Linked DNA regions of Triticum aestivum: region 2 is linked to region 1. Evidence: chromatin contacts called from public Hi-C data. All regions are on one chromosome and are shown on one strand. The core of a region is the stretch at or near the end of the contact, and the rest is flanking DNA. Distances in the headings are between cores, read along the strand shown.

Region 1 (6,224 bases), core at 2,157-4,656:
CAAATTAAACATTTGGTAGCCAAATTGTTGGCTTGCCAACATATTGGCATACCAATTCTTGGCTACTAACCAAGCATGTCCCAAAATTGCATACTCTAGTATGAAAAACAAACAAAGACTGTATCAACAACAAAATGACGAAGCGACCGGTGGATAGGTTAACAACAAAATGTCAATTCTCACCCGTGCACCTGTGATAGTTTAATGGCCTAGTTTATTTGAGAAGGGCTCCTTTCAGTTTCTTGTTCATAAAGGTCAAATTTCACCTCAAGTTGGTAATGCTTGTATTTCTATTTGTAGAGGGAAGAACGTGTGTGTTACTTGTTGGTAATTAACTAATTATTCAGAAATTATTCAACTTGAGTGAACAGTGCTTGGTCCCAATTAAACTCCAACCGATCACAATTTATAATAAACTGGAGCTTCCCAAAACATCAACCCTTGCATTTCAGTCTTTTTCAAAAAAAAAAAAAATAAAAAAAAATCTTGCATGTACTAGCAAACATATGGAAAAATACATGCCACGGTTTATCTAGAGCTATAACTATTTATATCATGTGCAAAAATAACAAGAGAAGTGATTTAGCCTTTTTTCCTATTTAGAATATGGAACACAAATGATATCATATTGATGATTCTATTTTTTCGATTATAATCTCCAACAATCCTCAGATGCATGAATGGTTTCAGTTTATTTATTTTGCTTTATTTAGATTTGTTCTTTACTTTTTGGGAGAATTTCCTAGTGTGATTTGGACCTTTGAAGTTTTAGGGGAAAGAAATTAAAATTCATGAAAATCCCACATAAATAAGAACTGGCAAAAATTCATAAAATTAAAACAAAATAATTTGTATATCATACAAAGATGAAATTATTATTCACATTTTTCACGAATCAATAATTTATTATACTTTATGGATATTTGAAGATTATCATCCTTAATCCATAGCATTTCCTTCTACCCTTCGCTTTCTTCACATGTTGTTTTAATAGCCCTAACTGAAGAGAAAGAAAAACATCAAACTGGTTCAAGTTAACTGTCTTTGGAATGTTTGAGTTTAAGTAGAGAGGTATGGGCTTTATTAATTTTTTTTGCAGGAAAAACTTTCAATCTATTCATCTTCAATCATGGTAGTACAACGAGCACTAGAAATAATAAAAATTACATCCAGATTCGTAGACCACCTAGCGACGACTATAAGTAGTGAAGTGAGCCGAAGGCGCGCCGCTGTCATTGCCCCTCCCTCGCTGGAGCCGGACAAACCTTGTTGTAGTAGACAGTCGAGAAGTCGTCGTGCTAAGGATCCATAGAACCAATGCACCAGAACAGCAATCGCCGTAGATGAAGAGGGTAGATCAAAAGTATCCAACCTGAAGACACACGAACGAAGACGAACGACGAACAGATCCGAGCAAATCCACGAAAGACAGATCCGCCGGAGACACACCTTTACACGCCCATCGATGATGCTAGATGCATCACCAAAAAGGGGGCTAGGCGGGGAGACCTTTATTCCATCTTCAGTGAGCCGCCGCCGCCTTGCCTTCCTGAGCAGGACACAAACCCTAACGAAGCTCGAAAAAAGATGTAAAAACGGAGCCTTCCCACCGGCAAGGGCCGAGATCCAGTCCACCTCCATGGCTCTAAGGCCATCGGAGACGGGATGGACCGGCGCCGGCGGGAGGCAGAGAAACCTAGCTTTTGGGAGGTGGCAGATGGCTAGGTTGCGTAGTCGTCGCTTCCTTCTTTTTCTGATATGGGCTTCATTTATGTGACTAGGAACTTATGATCTCCTTAAAAATACACTATTCCTTCTAAGGTAATCCTTAAATGCAGTAAATAAATAAACACGAAAATAAATAAAGGATGATGCTAGGCGCCGGCGCACCGGTCTAACTTTTCGGCCGGTCAGCCCGTGGCCGTTTGATTAGCACAAGCACAACCGTCAGATCTGGAACTGTCCCCGTCCTCGCCTCATCTTCAACCTCCTGCATGAGGAAAAAGGAGAGGTAAGAGAGCGCCGCCCCCGCACGCGCCGACCGCCTCGCCTCCTCGTCTTCCCTCACCACCGGTCGCCGCCCTCGCTGTCGCTACCGGATCGTGCCACCGCTGGTACCGTCCTCCTCGTCACCGCACGCAGAAACGTCCGCATAGCTCGTTGTCGTGCCGGTTGCAGCAAAAAAAAGGCCCACGCCGCCGATGGTAGTATCTGTCGTTCTCGCTGGTTGATGCAAATAAACAGGGCGCTGCCTCTGCCGTCACAACTCAGCCGTTTGCCGATGGTAGCAAAAAAAGCTGCCGGTTGTAGCATTCGGGTGGCTGCTTGTAGCAAAAAATCTTCCAGCAAAAATAGGGTGATGTTCTATCAAAAACCAAAACAACGGTGGTAGCAAAAATCGAAACGGGTTCCAGCAAACCAAAACTCCATTGGTAGCAAAAATGCAAAATTGGGAGTTCTTCCAACAAAGCAAAAAACGGTGGTTGTAGCAAAAATTAGTGCTGCTTCCAGCAAACCAAAACGCCATTGGTAGCAAAAATGCAAAATTGGGTGTTCTTCTAGCAAAGCAAAAAAGGATGGTTGTAGCAAAAAAATGGAGCCGCTTCCAGCAAAGCAAAATGCCACTGATAGCAAAAATGCAAAATTGGGTGTTCTGCCAGCAAAAGCAAAAGACAATGGTTGTAGCAAAAAATGGGGCTGCTTCCAGCAAATCAAAATGCCGGTTGTAGCAACTGGTACGAGGGTAGCGCCGGCTAGCCGGAGTGAAACCAGGGGTGGGGGTAGGCTCCTAGCACGCTGGATGTAGGGGAGCTGAGCACGCCGCCGGCCGCAACACCAGCGCATTGCCGCAGCTAAGCACCGCCGCAGCTCCAGTGCGCCGTCGATTGCTGCTCCAGCACGCCGTTGGTTGCAGCTCCAGCGCATCACCACGGCTCCGCACTTCCTGGATGTGGTGGTGGAGAAAAGAAACGAAGAGAGAGAAGGCAGGGAGAGTTGAGCGGTGGAAAAGATGCAAGGGGATGGGAACGAGAAGATAAGGTCACTGCCGCTTTTCTTATGGGGCCCGCACGAGGACACGTTTAACGTAGCCACGGATGGTTGCGTGTCGCACTGGTCAGTTCGATCAAATCAGATCCAACGACGCACGTGTGTCCGGCGCCGCGTTCGGCCGGTGCACCGAGTGGAAAGGTTTCCCATAAGGAAGAGGGAGCATGTGGGGCCGAGAGGGCACGTGGGCCGCATGATTGCTTTCGATCGTACGTGACCGGCCGAACGTTCCGCCGGCGCGCAGCAGGGAAACGTTTCCCATAAATAAAACATACTTGAGTGGCCTTAACGAGCAATGGGCCAGTTCAGTTAAGGCCCAGTTATAACCAGCTGCTACAACAAGTGGAGTGGACTCGTGTCGTCGCTCCAGTCCTCTTGTCTGGCTGTGACCTGGTCGGGCCGCCGCCTCCTCTCCACCTCCTCACACTCCGCCACCTCCGCACCGCTCCACCCCGCCGCTCCGACGACCATCGACGAGGCGAGGAGGCGATCGTTGCCCGCATTCCTCACCGGAGACCCCCGGCGGCGCCATCGGACCCGGAGCCCGCGCCATCCTGACCAGGCACCGCCCGCCGCCTCCCCCTCCGGCCCCGTCCACGCTCGCGGCCGTCGCATCATCGCACGTGAGCACGCTCTCTCCCCGGCTTCCTCCCTTCTCTCTCTCGTGGCTAGGGTTTCGCTCCGGAACGGGGATGCCGCCGATTTCGCGGGACGTGTGTCCGCTCCGTCCGTACGTCGGCCGCCCTAAAATTGAATGCTTTTTTCTGGTTCGCAGGGAGGGAGCTGTCTAGGACTTGGCCGGGTGCTTCCGCTCTCCAGGCAGTTCAGGAACAATGGCGGTGGTAAAGCCCTCATCTCCTCTCCTCTCCTCGATTCCGATTCTTTGTCGTCACAGCCGAGAAGAGACCGAGTACACTTAGCTGGTTTCCTTTTCTTCATGTTGTTAGATCAGATGTGCTGCAATCTTGCTGTAGGCAATGCAATTTCCTCTGCAATCTGGAGACTTTGGTTTCTGTAATGTTTTTTTTTTAGGATTTGCAAAATGTGATCTTGGACAACGGCAGCAAATTCATTCTTGAATGCGGCCACATGGCGAGGTTTCCATGTCTAGTGGTGGCTAGCACTTAGCAGTCTTTAATTTGGAACCGCTAGTGATGATTCATGCTATGGTTGCGATTGCATGTGATTAACCGTGCACGGGGTTTTGACATCTGTGGGACGACGTAAATGTTCGGTTGGATCGTAAAAGGTGCCAGTTTTCTTTCTGTTTAAACGCGTTCTAGACCTTATACTAATTGAAAGTGGCTGTGCTAGTTTCTTGTCTGAGGCTTCACTTGCGATGTCGCATGTCTGTTGTCGGCTTGTGGCTCGGTGTGTTATGCCCTTGCATTATTTCTCTTCTCCATTGCTGGTGGTTTGCTTTCGCTGTTATTCTGTGCGTTTGAGTTGTGTTGTCACTCATGTTACAGATAGTGGACTTGGTTAGCGATGATGATGTGTTCGAATTGGACGAGGGCAATGATGGTCAGGTTGGGGTCTCGTCTTATCCAGCCCGGAGAAACGCGGATGCTCCTGGCCCGTCCAGGCTGGTGAGGCAGGTAAGTGATAGAAGTGGGTGTCTTTAAGCACAAGTGCACAAGAGCTAGTCATTGCTCGTATACGGTTATTATGTTGTTATGACTTTGATCTTAGTCTGATGTTTGTTACTGATCTGAAGGACGCTGATGGGATGGCCAACGGGGCAACTCCTTCTGCCTCGTTAGTTGGGATGTATGTAGAAATGGGTTTCCCGAAAGAGATGGTATTGAAGGCCATCAAAGAGATTGGTAATACAAGTAGTAGTCAGTTCCATTTGATCATTTCATTCGTGTTGTTGATGTTTTGCACCTTCAGTTTTTAACCTTTTGTTTTGCTTTCAGGGAAGAGGGACGAAAGTGCAGTGCTGTCACTACTTCTTGCATATACGGTATTTGTTGATGTGCTCCCATATCTGAGTTGACCTCTTGCTTCATGGCGGGAAGGACAGTATGTTAAGATTGGTCATGTGAAATGCAGGAAGATGACGACTCAGTGGGTAGCTGCTCTACTTCTCGCCGCATCCCCCAGCGTGTTGAAGATGATGATGATGATGATGAAGAAGAAGATGATGATTTTGATTTTGAAGACTGGGATGATGATGTTGATGCTGGCCAAAGGGATCCTCACTCTGATGGTTCTGGTGATGAGGTACATACTTACTTATCTTCAGCTTGGTAATAGAATTTCTTTGATTATGTGGATTGTGATATATATGTACATGTGAAACATTGTTGATCTGTTTATTAGCTGGTATGATCTAACGTATGAGACCATGAGTTGTTTCCATCGAGTATGTTGAAATGTGTCTAGAGGGATGGAAAATTACTAGCTACATAAGCATTAATCACTTTCATGATTTATGGGTTATCTAGATATGTTTTCACTTATTTAGGACGCTGCAAACACATTTATGGCTGCTCTAGGTAGCTGTGTCAAGTAAGCCGATGAAGTACTGGACTGAGTTCATGCACACAAGAATAACTCTTGTATTATACATCTCAAACGGCATTGCAGGACATCAAATCGAGCTCTTAAATATTAATTTTGTGAACCCCCCATCTCCTTTCTTCAGGTCTTGTGCATCATGTTGTACAATTACATTCACTACTAGTATGTAGTTACTAGTTACTTAGTTGGCATCAAAATGGGTGGTGAGATGTAGAAAGTGCTTTCTAACCTCTGTTTTGCTGTTCTTTTGTGCAGGAGTTCCTACAAGAGATGTCACAGTTGGACAAGCAAATCAAGTCCTTAGTGGACATGGGATTTCCTGAAGATGAAGCAAACAGAGCTCTTAGAAGATGTGGTATGGCTCTCCTTTTGTAGTTGTTGGCTTGATGATTAGGCTTTGTTGATCATACTTTAATGGGATGGTACCTTATGCTTTATATTTTGTTCAAACTTGGCCAGGTCTGGATACCCCTATGCATGTACTGGTTGATTCTATCTATGCATCACAGCATGACCCTGAGGTACATTGCAGTTTGCTATACATGTGAATAATAATGGTTTCGTTGTTAATTTCGATGCATTGACACTGGAATTCGTTTGCAGGTTATGGATGAGAATCGCTTCAGTTCCTGTGTGGGGAGAAAGAAAGC
Region 2 (6,434 bases), core at 3,673-6,172, 400 kb after region 1:
CCACTTACATCCCAATGGTTTACAACCATAAGGACGATCAGTGATCTCCCATGTCCCGTTAGCCAAGATGGAATCCATCTCGCTACGGACCGCATCCTTCCAGTAGTCAGCATCCGGAGATGCATAAGCTTCTGAAATGGAACTGGGAGTGTCATCATCCACGAGGTACACGAGGAAATCATCACCAAAGGACTTTGCAGTCCTTTGTCTCTTGCTCCTAACAGGAGCTTCCTCGTCATCCTCCGTGGAACTCTCATCACTTTTATGTTCATAATATTCCATAGGAATGGCAGGTTCAGGAGTCTCATCAGATTCTAGTTTAGAAGTGCTTTGCATATCTCTCATGGGGAAAATATCATCAAAGAATGTAGCATCCCTAGACTCCATGATCGTACTGACCTTCACGTCATGTACATCAGATTTCACCACTAGAAATCTATAGCCAACGCTATGCTTGGCATAGCCAAGAAAAACGCAATCCACAGTCTTTAGTCCCAACTTGCACTTTTTGGTTATCGGCACGTTGACTTTCGCCAAGAAGCCCCAAGTGCGTCAGTAAGAGAGTGTAGTTCTTTTCTTTTCCCATTGCTCATAGGGAGTAGTTTCATTATCCTTTGTGGGAACTTTATTCAGGACATGACATGATGTCAATACAGCCTCCCCCACCATGCCTTGGATAAACCTGATGTAACTAACATGGCGTTAACCAAATCAGTTAGAGTACGGGTTTTCCATTCGGCAACCTCGTTTGATGGGGGTGAATAGGGAGGCGTCCTCTCATGAATAATACCATGTTCTACACAGAATAAATCAAACTCATTAAAAAAGTACTCTCCACCACGATCAGACCGGACTCGTTTTATTTTCTTCTCAAGTTGGTTCTCAACTTCAGCGTTATAGACTTTAAATTAGTGTAGAGCCTCATCCTTAGTATTTAACAAATACACATAGCAGAATCTAGTGGAATCATCAATCAGAGTCATGAAGTATTTCTTTCCACCTTTAGTCAACACACCATTCATCTCACAGAGATCTGAATGTATGAGCTCTAACAGTGCCAGGTGTCTCTCCTTCGCAAGCTTGTGAGGCTTACGAGGTTGCTTAGCTTGCACACACGCATTGCACTTAGAGCCTTTGGCTAAAGTGAAACTCGGGATTAAGTCCACTTTAGCTAGCCGCGTCATACAACTGAAATATATGTGACAAAGATGTGAATGCCAAACCTCAGATTCGTTCACATTAGAATGAATTTGGTTCACGACTTTATTACAGAAATCCTCCAGGGAAAGGCGGAACAAACCACCACACTCATATCCCTTTCCAAAAAATAGTCCATACCGAGATACGACTACTTTGTTAGACTCAAATACTAGCTTAAACCCTTCTTTACATAGAAGGGAGTCACTAACAAGATTCTTCTTGATGGCGGGGACATGCTGCACGTTCTTCAGTTGCACGATCTTTCCCGAAGTAAACTTTAGATCTACCATGCCAACACCATGAATAGAAGCATGCGAGCCATTCCCCATCAGGACGGAACAATCTCGTGCGACCTGGTAAGAAGAAAATAAAGACACACCAGCACACACATGAATATTGGCCCCGTGTCAACCCACCAATCGGTGGACTGACAAACTGAAAGTATGGTAAACAGATTACCATACCCAGATGCCGCATCATTGTTGTTCAGAGTGACATTGACAGACTTGGAGTCCTGTCCTGACTTCTTGTACTTGTTTGGGCACTTGTTTGCCCAGTGTTCCTCTGAACCACAAGTAAAGCAGCCATCTCTCCTTTTGTCTTTCTTCTTACCCTTCTTCTTAAAGGTAGTATTCTGCTGGACATAGTTCTTTCCCTTGAACTTGTGGAAGCTCTTCTGCACCACATTGGCGCTAGAAGAACCCTCTGCCCCTTTCACGTGTGAGTCCTTTGCTCTCAAGTTTTGCTCAACAGTGAGATGACCGATGACATCCTCAACAAAGAATTCACGTCTCAAGTTCTTGAGAGAAGTAGCAAAGTTCCTCCATCCAGGAGGGAGTTTTGCAATAATGCAACCCGCAACAAAATTTTCTGGTAACTCACACTTCAGGAGCTCCAGCTCCTTAGCGATGCACTGTATCTCATGAGCCTGGTGCAATACAGAACGGTTATCAACCATCTTGTAATCATGGAACTGCTCCATGGCATACAGTTTGCTCCCAGCATCAGTTGCGCCGAACTTAGCTTCAAGCACATCCCACAAGTTTTTGGCAACACGCATATGGAGATATGCGTCAACCAACTTGTCTCTGATCACAGTAAGAACGGCTCCCAAAAAGATAGTGGTTGCTTCCCTAAACGCCTTTTCCTGTTTAGGAACAATCATTTCTGTGGGAGACACAGCAGCAACCCAGAACACGTTCATTGCTGTGAGCCACAAGTTGGTCCTTGTCTGCCAACGCTTAAATTGCATCCCAGTAAACTTTTTCGATTTCAGTAACGCAGCAAAGCCTTGAATCGAAAAGTGCCTAAAATAAGGTTTTTGGATTGTTGGAAATATTAGCGCTTTTCCAATTAGACTAATCCACGAGTAAACAATAAGTATGGCAAATACGGTATTCACCTCATACCGATTCCTAAGCATACTAGCACGTATAGAACATAGAAGCAGGCCATCTATGAGCAGCACATATACGGCTAGCAAAAACACGAGTAAATGAGGGATGAACAGATCATACCCTCTGGTTGGCGAGGCCAACGCAGCGGCGGCAGCGGCAGCCTCGGCTTCGTCCGTGGCCTTCTTCTTGGCGGCAACGTCGTCGGCCATGGTGTTGATGCAGGGGAAGTAGTGGAAGCAGAGGCTGGCAGAGCTGGGGACGGATCGGGAGCAGTCGCCTCGAGATGCTCCCCAAAAACCTTATTGCCGTTCTCTCGGGCAGGATCTCAAACGGCCGGGTTCCGGAGGCACCTGCTCTCCCGACCAACCGTGCACGCGATCGTCGGGATGGGATCGCCGGAAGCAGCACAGAGCAAGGAATAGTAGATGCCGACTAGGTTACGCGAGAGGGAGTGAGTGAACCGAACTAGGTCACTTCACTTGACAGAGCCTTCTTATATAGTCCGTCGGGCAGGAAGTCATGGGCCTGGACGGAGGCCCACGACCGAGTCGACGCACTCCCCGGCAAGGGAGTGTCCCTCTCCCGACCAACCGTGCACGCGGTCATCGGGATGGGATCGCCGGAAGCAGCACAGAGCAAGGAACAGTAGATGACGGCTAGGTTACGCGAGAGGGAGTGAGTGAACCGAACTAGGTCACTCCACTCGGCACAGCCTTCTTATATAGGCCGTCGGGCAGGAAGTTGTGGGCCTGGGCGGAGGCCCACGACCGAGTCGACGCACTCCCCGGCAAGGGAGTGTCCCGGCAAGTGTCGCACTCTCGGCAAAGGAGTGACCCGGCAAGCGTCGCACTCGCGCGGCGGAGGAGGAGGAGCGCGCGTGTACCACTCCTCTTCCCAAGCTCCCAATGGCAAGTGGTAGAGCAGCCCTTATAAAGGGGTCTCAACTCTCCTCAACTAGCAAGGTGGGACTAAACTTCCCACCACCTGCCATACCATACATGGGCCTCAAGATTACTAGAAATCATTGTTCATATGTGCCTAAAACCCATCCATGATTCAACAGAGTTGTGGGCGCTGCGACGTCAAGGTCAGAATATCCTATTTGACGCTCGTTGCGTCAAAATGTCGGGCAAACACACATGCAACCAGAGGCGAGCGATTTAAATGGGCCGGCCTGTTTAACACGTTTCATAGATCCCGGTTTTGGGAACTTTCTAGACTTTCCGAGAAGGTTCCCTGATCCGTTTTTTCTTTTTCTTTTTCTTTTTCTTTTCTCTTTATTCTTTTCTGTTTTCTTTCTTTCTCTGTTTCAGTTTAAAAAAATGTTTTGAATTCTCAAAAAATGTTCACGATTTTCAAAAAATGTTCTTGATATTTGGAAAATGTTTTTGCTTTTTAGTAAAATTTTCTTGATTTCAATAAAATGTTCTTGATTTCCAGAAAATGTTTTGAGATTTCAAAAAATGTTCTCCAAATTAGGAAAATGTTTCTGCTTTTTTCAGAAAAATGTTCTGGATTTTCAAAAAAAATTCTCATTTTCAGAAACGTTAGGTATTTTCAAAATTTGTTCCTCAAATTCGAAAAATGTTTTTGATTCTTAGAAATTTTTTGTGGATTTGCAAAACAAATGTTCTGGGTTTTTAAAAATTGTTCTGGATTTTCAAAAAATGTTATTATTTTTCGAAATTTGTTCTCAAAATTCATACAATGTTCGTATTTTCAAAAATTGTTCATGTTTATGAATTTTTTCAGGATTTTTTTGAAAGGTTTTCATTTTCAAAGTTTGTTCTCAGGATTCAAAAAATGTTCGTGCTTTTAAAGAATTATTCATGCTTCCAAATTTGTTCGGGGTTTTTTTAAATGGTTCTCATTTTCAAAATTTTCTTCTTAAGATTCAGAAAAATTTCGTGCTTTAAAAATCTTTCATGTTTTCAAAAAATGATTGAGAAATTCAACATTTTTTAGTTTTGATTTTCAAAAGAGAAAAAAAGGAAATAAACAGAAAAGAAAAAAGAAAAAAAAAGAGAAGAAAGTTACTATCTGTTCTTTTTACACAAGGAAAACAATTGGGCCGGCCCAGTCGGTGCGAACCCCTGTGCGTGCCCTCGACGCAGAGAGCGGCAGGTAGGAGCTCCCGTCAAGGTCCAGCTCCGACGAGGCAGCGACCGCGGAAGATTGGGGCGGCCACCGGTCGCCATGCCTGGCCAATTTGGGCGGGCCGACCCGTTGTCCACGAGCGCCGCCTGCGCCTGCCAAGCGCGACCTGGGCTGTGTGGGGCGCGCCTTCACGTGCTGGTACGATACGGGCCACCGAGCCTGCCGCGGGTCAATGGCGGTCCCCGGATGGACGGGCGGTTACGGCCGTGCCCGGCGACACCAGTACGTACGTACGTACTCCGCCGTCGGACCGCAACAGCGAGCATCCTAAGCTAGTAGCTAGGACTGAGCGTACGAGCAAGCAGCAGTGCATCACCGTCACCATGCATGTACTTCCCCCGTTTTTATTTACTCTGCATATTAAGGTTGACTGAAGTCAAACTTAGTAAAGTTTGACAAGTTTATAGAAAACAATATAAACATTTATCATAATAAATCTGTACGACGTGAAAGTACATTCAACAATAAATCTAATGTTGTTGATTTGTTATTGTATATCTTAATATTTTTGTTTATAAACTTGGTCAAAATTTGTAAAGCTTGACTTTGACCAAAGCTAATATGCAAACTAAATAAAAACGAAGGGAGTACTATCACGTATGGACGGGACAGGAGTGCTGCGGCCTCGTGCGTGGTACAGTTTGTCTGGTATCCATGGCTCCCGCATGGGCGTGGGTCGTGCTACATCACTAGTTCGCCACACCATGGTCCTTGTTTTGCGTACACGCGACTGCAACGAAGGGTGCATCCGCCGGCAATGTGTGTCTATACAGATGGAAGACGATCGGTTGGACCAAATGTGTGCATGTGTTTATAGAAAATGGGTGTGCGTTCGTATTGTAAGCCCTGCATTTGTACTGCATTTCTTATTTAAAGAAAACAGTCGGCCCATTTTCACATGTGCCGACATGCAATAACCTACGCTGAACTGAAAGACTTCTGTACTTTTTCACATTGTCACTTTGTCACAGAGAACTGAAAGACTTCTGTACTTTTTTTTGTAGGGGTAAAAGGACTTCTGTACTTAGTTGGAGGTGTGGACGGCTAAAATTCAGGCCCACTGCGTAACCGCAAATGCTATGTCTCGCTTAAAGCGACGGGACCTCCTATAGGGCGCCCTCAGCGCCGCGCAAGGGATCTGGCGCCCACAGCAGCGGTTGGATGGGCCGGCCCACGATCACGCAACGCGAAAAATGACAGCCAAAAATTCCTCCCAACTAAGATTCGACCTCCTGCTTCCACAAGCTGAGGCTAGCCACTGCACCAACTAACTACTAGCGAATATTCACACCGCGAAAGTTTAAATAAATAGCAAATAGACGTGCTATTTATTGCACAATACACTGTGGCATTTATACATTTTAATTATTGAAAATATGTTCAAATATTACGGATAGAGTTCTTGAGCATGCAAAAAAAGTCCGCGTATTCAAAAATAGTTCTGAATACACATTGAACATTTTCTTAGTATAGGGTGAACATTATTCAAAGAAACACATAACATTTTTCTAAAATATGCTGAACTTTTTTTGAATACATGCCGAACAAAATTTCTCTACACGATGAACATTTTTATATACACACTGAACATTTTTTCAATGTCTGGTGAACAATATTCAAATACACATAGAACTTTTTTTTAAATACGATGAACTCCTTTCGAATGCATGTTGAACAAAA

What was found. A called contact is a pair of places that touch in the nucleus more often than the background predicts.
Region 2: a contact with region 1 is called in a Hi-C map of leaf, with 3 times the contacts expected there. The contact joins the enhancer-like site here to the promoter of LOC123094345 in region 1. A contact is called at or near these places in 4 of 5 Hi-C or Micro-C datasets (leaf and an unstated tissue).

Annotation. Positions count from the first base shown.
Region 1 is chr4B:36,775,661-36,781,884 of IWGSC CS RefSeq v2.1, forward strand. It overlaps LOC123094345 (DNA (cytosine-5)-methyltransferase DRM2-like), which reads left to right and starts at 3,407. Exons shown (of 9, transcript XM_044516371.1): 1 at 3,407-3,671; 2 at 3,824-3,890; 3 at 4,518-4,646; 4 at 4,766-4,874; 5 at 4,968-5,014; 6 at 5,104-5,274; 7 at 5,830-5,929; 8 at 6,034-6,095; 9 at 6,178-6,224. The coding sequence starts at 3,882.
Region 2 is chr4B:37,173,014-37,179,447 of IWGSC CS RefSeq v2.1, forward strand. No RefSeq gene overlaps it. Among protein-coding and RNA genes, the nearest start is that of LOC123090861, 120 kb to the right of the region's middle. Within about 2 kb of position 4,923, at least 7 of the 8 cell types and tissues checked have an H3K27ac peak or open chromatin away from gene starts, as enhancers often do. A contact at or near this core is called in leaf, where this site is marked.